Linked DNA regions of Zea mays: region 2 is linked to region 1. Evidence: chromatin contacts called from public Hi-C data. All regions are on one chromosome and are shown on one strand. The core of a region is the stretch at or near the end of the contact, and the rest is flanking DNA. Distances in the headings are between cores, read along the strand shown.

Region 1 (6,588 bases), core at 1,158-3,657:
AAGTCATGGCTCTTTAACCAACTCTTTTCAAGCCCACAACATAACCATCTGGAAATTTAATTTTTTTCATCTATCTCATCACCTCGATCTTGTCCTTAGAGGTAAGACAGAACAAGGCACGTGGCAGCTTGCCGTGGTCATTGAGCACTTGGGTTGGTCGGTCACAAAGCATTGCTAGATCTCTTTGAGCTTTCAGATTGTCCTTTGTTTTTTCAAAATGCATGCAGGTGTGTGTGTGGGCATCAGCAAAATTACTTCCTTGGTGCATGACATCAATCTTGTGCACAAGAATCAATGATGGCATATAAGGGAGCTCCACAGGACACATACATGTGTCCAGTTGTGGTCCACTTCAAATCTTTGGTACTTGTACCCCTTTTCATTTGGGACAAGGTTGTTCAGCTGAGCATATTGTTCAGCTGAGCATAAACTTCTGTTGTGTTTAGATGTTTTAGCGGTCCTTTTGTGACCAGAGTGTTCTTTATAAAGTTTTTATTATCGCTCCTAAAGGGGTGTTTCCATGGCAACCAACATCGATGACAATCGAAGTAAGTGATCTTTCCACCATGAGCAAGACAGAAGCAATCTGTATCTGAACCGCAATATGGACATGTCAATCTACCACGTGTACTCCAACCAGCAAAAATAGCATAAACCATGAAGTCATGCACTGACCACAAATACGTAACTCAAAGTTTGAATATCTATTTTTTTAAAACATCGTATGCTTTGACTCCTTACCAAAGCTCCTTCAACTCTTCAATCAAGGGTTTTAACATGACATTGAGTTTTTTTCCAGGATGGTCCAGGCCAGGTATGATTAAGCAATGAAATATAAATTCATACTTCATACAAGGAGAAGGTGGAAGGTAGTATGGAATAACAAAGATGGGCAAACAAGAGTATGAAGATGCAATTTGACCAAAAGGTGTGAAGCCATCGGTCGCGAAGCCGATTCAAACATTCCTCGATTCAGCTGCAAAGTCTGGATCAAACGTGTCGAGAGCCTTCCAAACATCCCCATTTGAAGGGTGCACCATTAGCTCATCATTCTCTCGGACACCTTCTTTGTGCCATCGCATGTGCATCGCGGTTTTTTCGATAGAAACAACTGTTTCACTCGAGGAGTTAGTGGCAAGTAGCAAAGCTACTTATGTGCAACATCTGTCATCACCTTGTCACCCTCATCATTAAAAACTTCCACAAATCTAGATTGTCCACATTTCAGACCTTTTTCTCTCCTACATGCTCCTTCATGAAAAGCATACAATTATTTTTCCACACATCAATCTTTTCATAATCCATATCGAGCCTTTGATAATTGTCTTTGAATGGTACATGTCTTTAGGCAACTTATTGGGCTTTGGCAGCAAATCACCGAATTACTTTAAAATCTCATTATAACAGTTGTTCGAGAAAAAAATACTTGGACTTAATGGCCATGAGCCGAATCACAAAAGTGAGTATACTCACATCTGTGTCTTCATGCAAGGGCTCTTCAGAGTCTTTTAGTATTTTAAAAAATCTCGAAACATCTCGTGTGGCAGGATCCTTGGAGCTTAGGTTTAACTCTGGATGTAGCGAATCTAGCATCTCATGCATCGCATCACCGCAAGCCCAATCATTGTTCTCCTCTTCTACATTTAGATTGGGTACTACCTCACCATGATGTTCCCACACCACATATTAATATAAAAGTAATGCCATAAATACAATATGCCACTAATCACTGAACCACATATGCCACAAATACATTAATGGAATAAAACTAAACAATAATACTAATCACATACCTAATGAAACAAGCACAATTACAAATACATACTAATTTCGGCGGCTATTAAATAATTGTCGCCAAAAATATGCAATAAAATACACAATAAAAATTAACCTTTTGATGGAGAAGGGCCCGACGGCGGCGGTGGAGTGGTGGCAGGAGGAGCACTCGGTAGCGGTGGACGGTGTCACAACCCAACCAAATTATCGGTCCCACGTATACCAATCCTTGCCTTTAAAGCCTCGGATGGATATGTATGTGAATCAGATAACTTACTCAGGGTGCCGAGTTTCGATAAACTCGTTTGTTTCTAAGGATCATTCACCCGTAATTGTGAACCGAGGCCCTTTTCATTTAGGCCCTGCTAGATTGGCTAACCGAACAAGAGTCATGTGACCTATTCCTATGTCTCACTGACATGTGCACTGAGGCCCTTTTGTTTTTGTTCTTTTACACTTTCTCATCCCAGATCCCGACTCCGCTGAGCACATGTCGAACACCTGGCCACGCGTACCCATCTCACCGCTGGTGACCATTTCTAGAGAAACTGAGCACAGTGATCGAATCTATGAGACTAACCCTTCACTTTCCCTCGGTTAATTGGAATGGGGTAACGTACAACATCTCCAGCCATGGTGACGGCGGAGAACGAGCTCCGGTGAGCTCGAATCTAGGTCTAGAGCATGGTAGCGTTCAACCCAAGGCTATGGTGAGTATCGGTGATCTATCAAGCGCACGGTGCTCACATGAGTTTGCCCGAGAAGGGCATGGTTTAGTCAGTCCACGCAAAGGTGGTTCGCAGTGGCGTCCTGGACAAACCTGTCGGGGTTCTGGCCAGAATAATATTAGCATTCAAAAGATTAATGCCGTGAGCATCACCATCACATAGGGGTTAGAAAACACGAACAACTCGAACATATTACCTTCAAGGGAAGACTGACCACGGGGAGGTGGAGGATTCGGTGGGTGTGGTCACCACTGCCAGTGCCTACTCGGTGTTCTGGCCTTCTTAGTGAAATAGAGGGGTGGATAAGGTTTGAGGGCTTACCCTAGATGTATGTGAATGGTGTGGCACGGTGGAGAAACTATGGAATCAGCTAGGGCATAGTGGATTTCAGTTTGTGCTTTCATATGCCATAACAAGGCATAGCTGCTGCAGCCTGGCTGTAGCTTCTTTGGGACCATATGCAGAGGATAAAAGAGGGCCAACATGTTCCACTTATCTCCTGCATGGTCACCACGTAGAGGTGAAACACAGTAAACCCATGAACACATATTCACTGCATGTTGGACAACACACCAAATAGTCAAGCAGCTGAATCACTTCTAGATAGGTCTTCAAGTCTTCAGCTTTTTCTTCAATATGGTGGAGCTATACCAGGTGAACCCCCCTCAGGGTAACTCTATTTCTACCAACCTTTTGCCAAGAAACAACTAGAAACTCTAGTGGAGAGAGATCTTTTCTTCAGATATTTTCAATGACCTAATCTTCTTCAGTCGACTGCACCCCAGTTTTCACCTCCCCTTTTCTCCCAATTCTGTAGAAGAGCGGACCATGCTCACCACTCCAAACTTGTTCACCAAGTATTGGTCTATCACTTTGTTATAACATTCTAGAGCTAATAACACCTAGATCACAAGCTACATTGCCCCAAAGTCGAGCACAAAATCACTGGACTCCAAATTCAGTGAACTGAATTTGATCCCTTCCACCAAGTCTGATAGAGCAAGTTGGAGAGCCTTTTACTCATATATTTGTGTAGTACCAAACTTTATAGCCCATAAGAAGTTTGCTCTCCTTACTATGGTCTACCAATTTGCTATAAGTACCCTGGCTCAAAGCTCTTTCAATCAACCACAAATGAATTTCCATGTTGAGCCAAATTCACTGAACTTAGTTTCAGTTACTATTCACCATCTGAAACTTTCAGAAGTCTAACACTCCATCTTCAAGAGCCATTTACTCCACTTTTTATGTAGTACCAAGCCCCTCTTCCTTAAACAAACTTGTACCCTGATAGATACTCTACAACTTTGATATAATGGTCACTAACCAAAACCCTATGGATAGAACAGTAAAGAGCTTCAAGTCTAGCCCAAACACACAATTACAGAGCCTGAATTTGTACTAAGTCTGGGAATTCAGATTAAAGTATAGGATATTTGGACCAAGTCTTATACCAGTTCTATACACCTTTAGGGGCAGGACTTTTAATCAAAGTTATACACCAACATGTGGTATTCCACTTTGTTATAATACTCGAAGTCCAGAACTGTATGGATTTGACACTACCAGACTTTCAAAGTGGCTTCAAAACATAAATTCTTCAGTTTCAGAGATTACACCAAGTCTGAAATTCAGCTTCTAACATGCCACCTTTCAGCAAGTTTTTCAAGCAGTTCCATATGGTTTTATGGCTGGGCAACTTAATCAAACTTGTGCGCCTAGTAGATCTCTACAGATTTGATACAGTGATCATCTTCAAAGCATCCATAGATCAAAAGTTATAAGGGTCCAAATACGCTAGTTGCTAGCATTTTCAGAAACCCAAACCCTAGGTCAAAACTACTTGTGAGCTTTTCTCTACTTTTTGCTATAAAACTTGGAATTCTCTACACTTGAAAGTTGTTTGTTTTGGAAAACTCTATGACTTCAATATTTTGACTTTTGGCAAAACATTACCAGATCACAATTTCCAGTCTTGGGGTTAAGAGTAAAGTTTCTCCAACTAGGTCTTATGATCTCCACTGATCACCACTTATCTCCTGCATGGTCACCACGTAGAGGTGAAACACAGTAAACCCATGAACACATATTCACTGCATGTTGGACAACACACCAAATAGTCAAGCAGCTGAATCACTTCTAGATAGGTCTTCAAGTCTTCAGCTTTTTCTTCAATATGGTGGAGCTATACCAGGTGAACCCCCCTCAGGGTAACTCTATTTCTACCAACCTTTTGCCAAGAAACAACTAGAAACTCTAGTGGAGAGAGATCTTTTCTTCAGATATTTTCACTGACCTAATCTTCTTCAGTCGACTGCACCCCAGTTTTCACCTCCCCTTTTCTCCCAATTCTGTAGAAGAGCGGACCATGCTCACCACTCCAAACTTGTTCACCAAGTATTGGTCTATCACTTTGTTATAACATTCTAGAGCTAATAACACCTAGATCACAAGCTACATTGCCCCAAAGTCGAGCACAAAATCACTGGACTCAAAATTCAGTGAACTGAATTTGATCCCTTCCACCAAGTCTGATAGAGCAAGTTGGAGAGCCTTTTACTCATATATTTGTGTAGTACCAAACTTTATAGCCCATAAGAAGTTTGCTCTCCTTACTATGGTCTACCAATTTGCTATAAGTACCCTGGCTCAAAGCTCTTTCAATCAACCACAAATGAATTTCCATGTTGAGCCAAATTCACTGAACTTAGTTTCAGTTACTATTCACCATCTGAAACTTTCAGAAGTCTAACACTCCATCTTCAAGAGCCATTTACTCCACTTTTTATGTAGTACCAAGCCCCTCTTCCTTAAACAAACTTGTACCCTGATAGATACTCTACAACTTTGATATAATGGTCACTAACCAAAACCCTATGGATAGAACAGTAAAGAGCTTCAAGTCTAGCCCAAACACACAATTACAGAGCCTGAATTTGTACTAAGTCTGGGAATTCAGATTAAAGTATAGGATATTTGGACCAAGTTTTATACCAGTTCTATACACCTTTAGGGGCAGGACTTTTAATCAAAGTTATACACCAACATGTGGTATTCCACTTTGTTATAATACTAGAAGTCCAGAACTGTATGGATTTGACACTACCAGACTTTCAAAGTGGCTTCAAAACATAAATTCTTCAGTTTCAGAGATTACACCAAGTCTGAAATTCAGCTTCTAACATGCCACCTTTCAGCAAGTTTTTCAAGCAGTTCCATATGGTTTTATGGCTGGGCAACTTAATCAAACTTGTGCGCCTAGTAGATCTCTACAGATTTGATACAGTGATCATCTTCAAAGCATCCATAGATCAAAAGTTATAAGGGTCCAAATACGCTAGTTGCTAGCATTTTCAGAAACCCAAACCCTAGGTCAAAACTACTTGTGAGCTTTTCTCTACTTTTTGCTATAAAACTTGGAATTCTCTACACTTGAAAGTTGTTTGTTTTGGAAAACTCTATGACTTCAATATTTTGACTTTTGGCAAAACATTACCAGATCACAATTTCCAGTCTTGGGGTTAAGAGTAAAGTTTCTCCAACTAGGTCTTATGATCTCCACTGATCACCACACTAGGTTTGGATTACTTTCGATTCTAGTGAATGCATTCTTGTTGTATTACAACACAACCATGCCAATACATATGATGCCTTGCTAAGTTTTAGTTCTAGTAATACCAGGGGTGTTATAGATGGGCGATGGGAGCCTTGGTAGGCAGCAGGTCCGGGGACGGGGCGAGGGCCGCGAGGACGGGGTCGGAGTGGGGGCGATGAGGCAACGTGGCATGGGCGGCGCGACAGTGCGGCGACGTGGGCAGAGCGACGTCGGATAGGGAGAAAGGGAAGTAGAGAAGAAAGTCGGCCCCGTGGTTTAAATCTGTTTATTTTCGGCGGCCAGGGTACTGCCACCGAAAATACCTTTATTTTCAGCGGCCAATAACACGACCGTCGAAAACATCGTTATTTTCGGTGGCCTACATCTGTGGCGGAACCTCCCAAGTCATTAGGCCCACCTACAGTTGTCCTTGTCCAACGGACCTCAGACAATCCTGCAGGTGCCCCTGATCACTTGACAAGTTCGGTA
Region 2 (6,273 bases), core at 2,985-5,484, 99 kb after region 1:
TCGCCCTTAATAGCCTCGGCAATGGCACCATTTGCTGACATGTAACCAAACTTGTAGAATGGGCAGATCTCGTAAAGGAGATGCATATATGACATGAGCTCAGAGCTTGTAGGTTCTTTACATTTCAAAGATTTATATAGCATACTGCCGGAGGAAGAAAGTCTAGCAACAATTCCTTCAAGCATATAGGCTCCAAGTCGTTGCATTGGATCTCCAGATACAGATACCAGGTGACCAAGCTCAGATATTAACAGTTCTGTTGCAAAGACATCATTCTCTGCAACAGCCTTACCACATGCTATGACTACTTGCATCAAGTCTCCTCCATTAATTCCCAGAAGTTGTCTCCAGTTGTCTGGTCTCACTGGAACATGGGCTTGCAACAAGCTCCGAGAGCAGTCAGAACTAATGTCCAGTCCAGGTCCAACAATGGAATTCTCTAATTCTTTTTGTTTAATCAGGAGATCTGCAACCTCAGTTAGACAGGAAGCACTTGGAGGAGAACTATATGTGTGGTCTGAGTGGCTGTCATGCTGAGACAGGGGGCTCCCACTTAAAGGGGAGATGCTATGAGAAGATGTGGAGCTTTGTGCAGGATAAACACCATTTGCTGAGGATGATTCCAGAGTGCAGTACTGTGCTTCAAATACTTGAGGGTTGGAATTGTTGATCCTTTGTGATCCAATATCGGAGGATGAGTAATGATGTCCTAGACTGTTTTCTGCCATATGGATCCTACCATTTTCTCCTACAGGTGCTGAGTTATTGTAGTACGGCATTTGAGAATCATCCGAACATTTATATGAATGATTAGAATCCCTAGCTGACATTCTGCCCTTTGCAATCTTGTAGGACAAAACTCAGCAGGAAGCTAATCCTGCCATCTTCATCAGGATTGTATTTAGTGTGCTCATGTCATCCACTGAAAATGTAAAAGATTATATATTCAAGTAAGATAGGATATAAGCATATCAAAATTATTTTTCAATACCTGAAGATGAAAATTAGCTGTCAATGTACTCCAACTCATATAAACTTTTCATGGACATATAGTTGTTGAGCTATATTGTATTGTCAAAAACATAAACCAAAATTCAACTATTGTCACTTCTAGAACCAAAGTGTCAATCCAGAAAGTTGCCTATCCAAAATGAGCTATGTAAAACGATGTATTTACACATAGTTACATTTAAAAGTAGGCTGACACCAACAAGAAGGGATAGTGCACTATAGATTATCTAGAAGCTTAATAATAAGCTTAAAAGTTGAAATAAAGACAGGCCCGTAACCATAACGAATGATTGACCATCACTACATAGACATAACTCATAATATCCAGTAAATCATTCCTTGCATTGAGATATAATAAAGACCCTGTTTCGTAGGCCATTTCAAACAGCTCCATCTCTGGCTCATGGTGAAGCTGTACCAAACACCGAAGAAAGAAACAGCTTTGATGGAGGAGCCACAGCTTATTTACTAGTGGCCAGCCAGAGTTGCAAAACATGGGTTTGCATTCCCATTCATTAATGAAATACCATACTTTTTATTTCATATTGTCAAGTTTGCTGATTTATTTTCTCAATATTTTCACCAAGACTTCAAACCCCATCTTAGAGCCACAGGCCATGGATTGGAGTTGGGTGGATCTCTGCTAAAGGATGCTGCAGGTAGGCTCGTGGGTTGGTGGCTACACCTGCTGAGGAGTGCTAGCAATGGTCTAGCTCACCTTGAAATCTCATGTGACAGCAGCGCTTTGCATTCGCGTTTGGCAGCGGCGATGGCAGATTCTGAAGAATAGCAGTCTGCTACAACAACAGCAGAACATGATCGTGTTGGCGAGCAAGGATAGTGAAAAGTCTGCTTAGATGGCTGCCTGCACTCCGGCCGTGTCATATGCTCTTGCCAGTGCAGGTAAGAGTGAAAATGGTATGGACATTTCCTGACCAACCATCCAACCTAAGGGTTCAAGATACTAAATATATAGTCCATATCTGGATCTGGACATTCAACATATGTACAATATCTGTATCTAGATACTCAAAGTCGAGTATATATAATGTTGATATCCATTGATATCTTATCTGACATACCAACACTATTTGCACCAAAATACGAATCCAAGAAAAAATAACTATTTGTATCCATTTCAGTAGGTATCCAATCTGTTTATGCGCAGGCCTGCCCCAGTACATGGTTCTATCCCGCACATGGCTGGGAAGCTGCACACAGCCCATTGCCTTGCCCACACCCACCTCACAGCAGCTGCCCTAGATGCAGTGCGCCTGCTGCCAAGGCCGACAGCCTTGATCTGGTCTGATCCTCGCAGCAGATGGCCTAGAACTACTTGCATTCGTGGCGCCGACACTCACGGCTCCTGCCATGTGGCCACCGCCGCCGCCGCTAGGGCAGATATGGGATTGGGTGAGAAGAGTGTGTAAGATGATGAAGTGTACTTTGGTCCTTATGTGTTTTTATTTTACGTATAATTCAGTCTTTCAAAGTAAGGGCAAACGGCACATTCAATTTCAAAACATGAGGGCAAAATCACCAAGTTGTAAAACAAGGTAAAATCACCATTAGCCTCTATAGTAAGGGCAACAACACTAATCTCAGTAGATATTTAAGTATAAAATCGAAGAACTATACACTTATAGGGTGTTTGGTTTGAGGCTCCATTCAAAATGAGATGGTGCATCATGGGTCTATTCCTCAAATTTGGTGGGATGGCTTCATTTCTCATATTAGTACTAACTAATTAACTATAAAGAATGAGATGATGATGGATCAACTCATTTCATTCCACAAACCAAACAAAAAAACTATAATGAATGAGGTGGTGATGGATCAACTCATTTCATTGCACAAACCAAACAAAAAAATTGAGAAGTGAGAAAATGATGGACTAGCTCATTTCTCAAACCAAACAGCCTATTAATGTTTGCAAGTCTCGAACACAAAAGAATGATTTTATTCACTTTGTATAAGAATATATAAACAATCAAATGTGTATCTGCTAAACCCTCAATTAGAAAAGGGTGACAAATGAATTTCATGTCTAGGCTATTGAGCTAACGTATCTGTAACCAAGTTCGTTGTTCTAGCGAACTTGACTATGAAATGAATCAACAAAAAATATTGACCTAAGGATTTCAAGTAACCACTTTTTACCAAGAAAAAAACATGTCTGCAATTCTGCATCGAACTGTTTCACCATGGAAATATACATAAATGCTAAGAGCCTAAGAGTTAAAACAATATAATCTTAGAAACCCATCATTCATGCAAGATAATCATTTAAGTTGTATTCTCCCCTCCAATGCACATTTGATTATTGTGAAAATATACTCGATGTGCCAGGACTTGTGAGGTATGGAAGTTAACTCAAGAAATCTTCATTGTGCTTCCAGACATGAACAACAATTGATCAAAGTGATTAAACATGAAGGGGTTCAATTGCTTTCAGACGTCAATTTCTGTTAGTTTGTCTTGTCTTAATATATGTACAACTCCTCTCTAAACTTTCTTACTGATTATGTAAGCTGTTAAATCCTCATACAAGTGTTGTGAGAGGCATTCATTGAGGATTAAGTTGTCAACTGTGGGCTGGACATTGTTTACTCATCTATACATATAACTGAAAAATGGACAACGTGTCAGCAATGAAGTCTTGTTTCCAAAATAAATGATGCATTTTCGTTCTGAACTGTTCGCAAGCCCAACAACAAACATAATACCCAGGGTTCCAAAAAGTGGCACTAAGCGCACGCTTCAGCGCGCGGAAGCGCTAAGAGGACGGGTAACGTTTCGCTTTGGGGCATAAGCGCTCCTAAAGCGGCGAGACTGCCTTGGTGGAGCAGCGGCTGCTGGCTCCCGCTGCTCTCAGGCCGCTTGCGGCGCAGCCGCCGGGGCTGGGCGCCGTTGACGATCCACCGGAGGCGGGAAGAGAGAGAGGGGCACGCACGCAGGGTCACCGGCCGGCGTTCGGAGGACCGGAGGCGAGAGCGCGAGGCGACTGGCGAGAGCCGGGAGGGAAAACCGCCGCCGCCGTCGCTGAGAGCCCGATCCTGAGCGCCGCCGCCGTCACCGTCGCCTGCGTGCCGAACGCGAGTAAGGGAAGGGGCGGAGGATGGAGCGCCGCCGCCGCCGTCACCGTCGCCTGCAGGCCGCGGCTGTGTGCGGTGTGCCTTCGTGGGAGCAGTGAAAACGTGTGGCTCTGGTGGAACTTGGGTTCGTGCTGGACTAATGGGCTCTCGATGGACCACCAAATAAAAGTTCATACTATTCCCTTTTTTATTTGCTTAGATGCTTTAAATTCTGTGTTAGCGATGTATTGCATGTTAAAAAACTTTTTTAGAATTGGGGTGTTTGATTTTTAGGGACTATTTTTTAATCTAAACTAAAAATTGATGGATTAAAAATTAGTCTCTAGAAAACAAACACCCCATAAGACTAAAAATAGATGGATTGAAAATTAGTCACTAGAAATTAAACACCTCCAGGTAATTTAGAGACTAAAAAGAGATGATTAAAAATTAGTCCCTAGAAATCAAGCACCTTTTATATAGTCCAGAGACTTGTAAAATAATGATTAAGAGACATTTATAGCTCTAGAATCTTATTTATAAATACAAATTTCACTAGGAAAAACAATAAAAACCTTCTCTCCCACCTCCTCTGTGAAAAGGGAGAGAGAAGTGAGAGATTTGGCCCTTGATTCATGTGTATCCTTCTCATTATTTCTTACACTCATCTCTCATTTGTTCGGTCCAAGACTAACACCCGACAGTTGTAAATATCGGTGAAGATTTTGACCAACGGTTGCACCCGCACCCATAGAAGTTTCACGGGCGAGGGTGTGGGTTTCTATTTTAACCTGCGGGTGATCCACACCTGACCTAGAAATTGGTTTATTTTTATTTTCCACAAAAATGATTAAGATACAATAGAAATTATTTTAATGAGTAACTTGGATAATGACTCATTAAATGTTTTATTATAGCTCAACACGAGAAGGCTTAAAAAGCCATAGATGTAATTTAATTATTGTTGGTACTTAATTGTCTATAGCTGAATTATTATTTAAAAGTGTACACTGAGTAAAGACTCGTGGACGACCCAAAACCTGACAAATTCGGGTGCGGATTTGGAATTGCACTCGTGGGTACGATCGCGGGCGAGTTAGGTAGACTACACGGGCGCGATCGTGGGTAGGTCTTTGATCCACCCAACCCAAACCCGACCTATTGACATCCCTGTTCGCACCACCTTCGCTTCGACTACCTAGGCAAGCACTACATCGGATGGCCATAAGGAACCGACCAACATGTTATAAAGTAGAAAACATTGCTAAGGTTGACCATAATTTTGAGTTTCTGCATTGAAAGATACCTTTCATGGTCAAACACTATTTTGGATCTGTCGGATGACCACTAACTTCTTCATAGAAGTTATGAGGTTGTCCATCTTTAGCTCCAGTGGTGTCAATTCGACCTTGCCAATCTAGAGCGCTCTATGGAGCTTTGCAACGAAAGGTTTTCACCTAGTTGCACTGTTCGACTTTTGGTTGGAAAGCGGATGACTCCTTAGCATTGATGTGGAGGTGGACAAGGCCAGTCCCTATATCAATACTTGCATTGCTAGTACTCAAGAATGGCGACCCTAGGATAAGTGGTGTCTTCATGTCAAGCTATAGGTTGAGTACCATAAAGACCACAGGGGTAAGGAAGTCTTAGATCTTCACTAGAATATCCTCTTCTACCCCTGTCGAATAGCAAATTAATTGGTTTGCTATTTGTAAACACATGGTCGTCGATGCTAGTGTAGCGTGAAGCAATCGTTGCTCACTTGTTCTCAATTGGTTCGGCTATTCAGAGTGAGTTAGAACGAAGGTACTCTAGAGAAAAGATTACACGCAGCAAGTATACAGTTGTTCTCCAAAAACGTACTTTATGCAGGGCACAGTTCACCTATTTATAGGGAATTGTACAGATTCGTACGAAATTACATTTATACCCATAATGATTACACACAAGATTTACAAATAATACAAGGGCAACATTGTTTTTTGCTTTCAACATTCAGGATGACACCTTCTTACATTGTCTTCCTGTGTTGTTATGACGAAGCTAGCTTCGTCGCCCTTCCATCGTTCTGCATCGAAGGTGTTCTGGTGTCGAAGCTCCTGCAATACTTGACAACATGTTGATAACCAATGGTTAACCATGTTTTTGAGGACCTTTGGAAGACGAAGGCCCCCAACAGTAGCCCCTC

The links. A called contact is a pair of places that touch in the nucleus more often than the background predicts.
Region 2: a Hi-C map of an unstated tissue shows a contact between it and region 1, with 2.6 times the contacts expected there. The contact joins the promoter of LOC100502252 here to the enhancer-like site in region 1. A contact is called at or near these places in 3 of 25 Hi-C or Micro-C datasets (ear, leaf and an unstated tissue).

What each region holds. Positions count from the first base shown.
Region 1 is chr1:140,871,419-140,878,006 of Zm-B73-REFERENCE-NAM-5.0, forward strand. No RefSeq gene overlaps it. Among protein-coding and RNA genes, the nearest start is that of LOC118476054, 97 kb to the left of the region's middle. Within about 2 kb of position 2,408, at least 2 of the 20 cell types and tissues checked have an H3K27ac peak or open chromatin away from gene starts, as enhancers often do.
Region 2 is chr1:140,969,017-140,975,289 of Zm-B73-REFERENCE-NAM-5.0, forward strand. It overlaps LOC100502252, which reads right to left and starts at 4,235. Exons shown (of 3, transcript NM_001196729.1): 1 at 3,965-4,235; 2 at 1-922. The coding sequence starts at 830.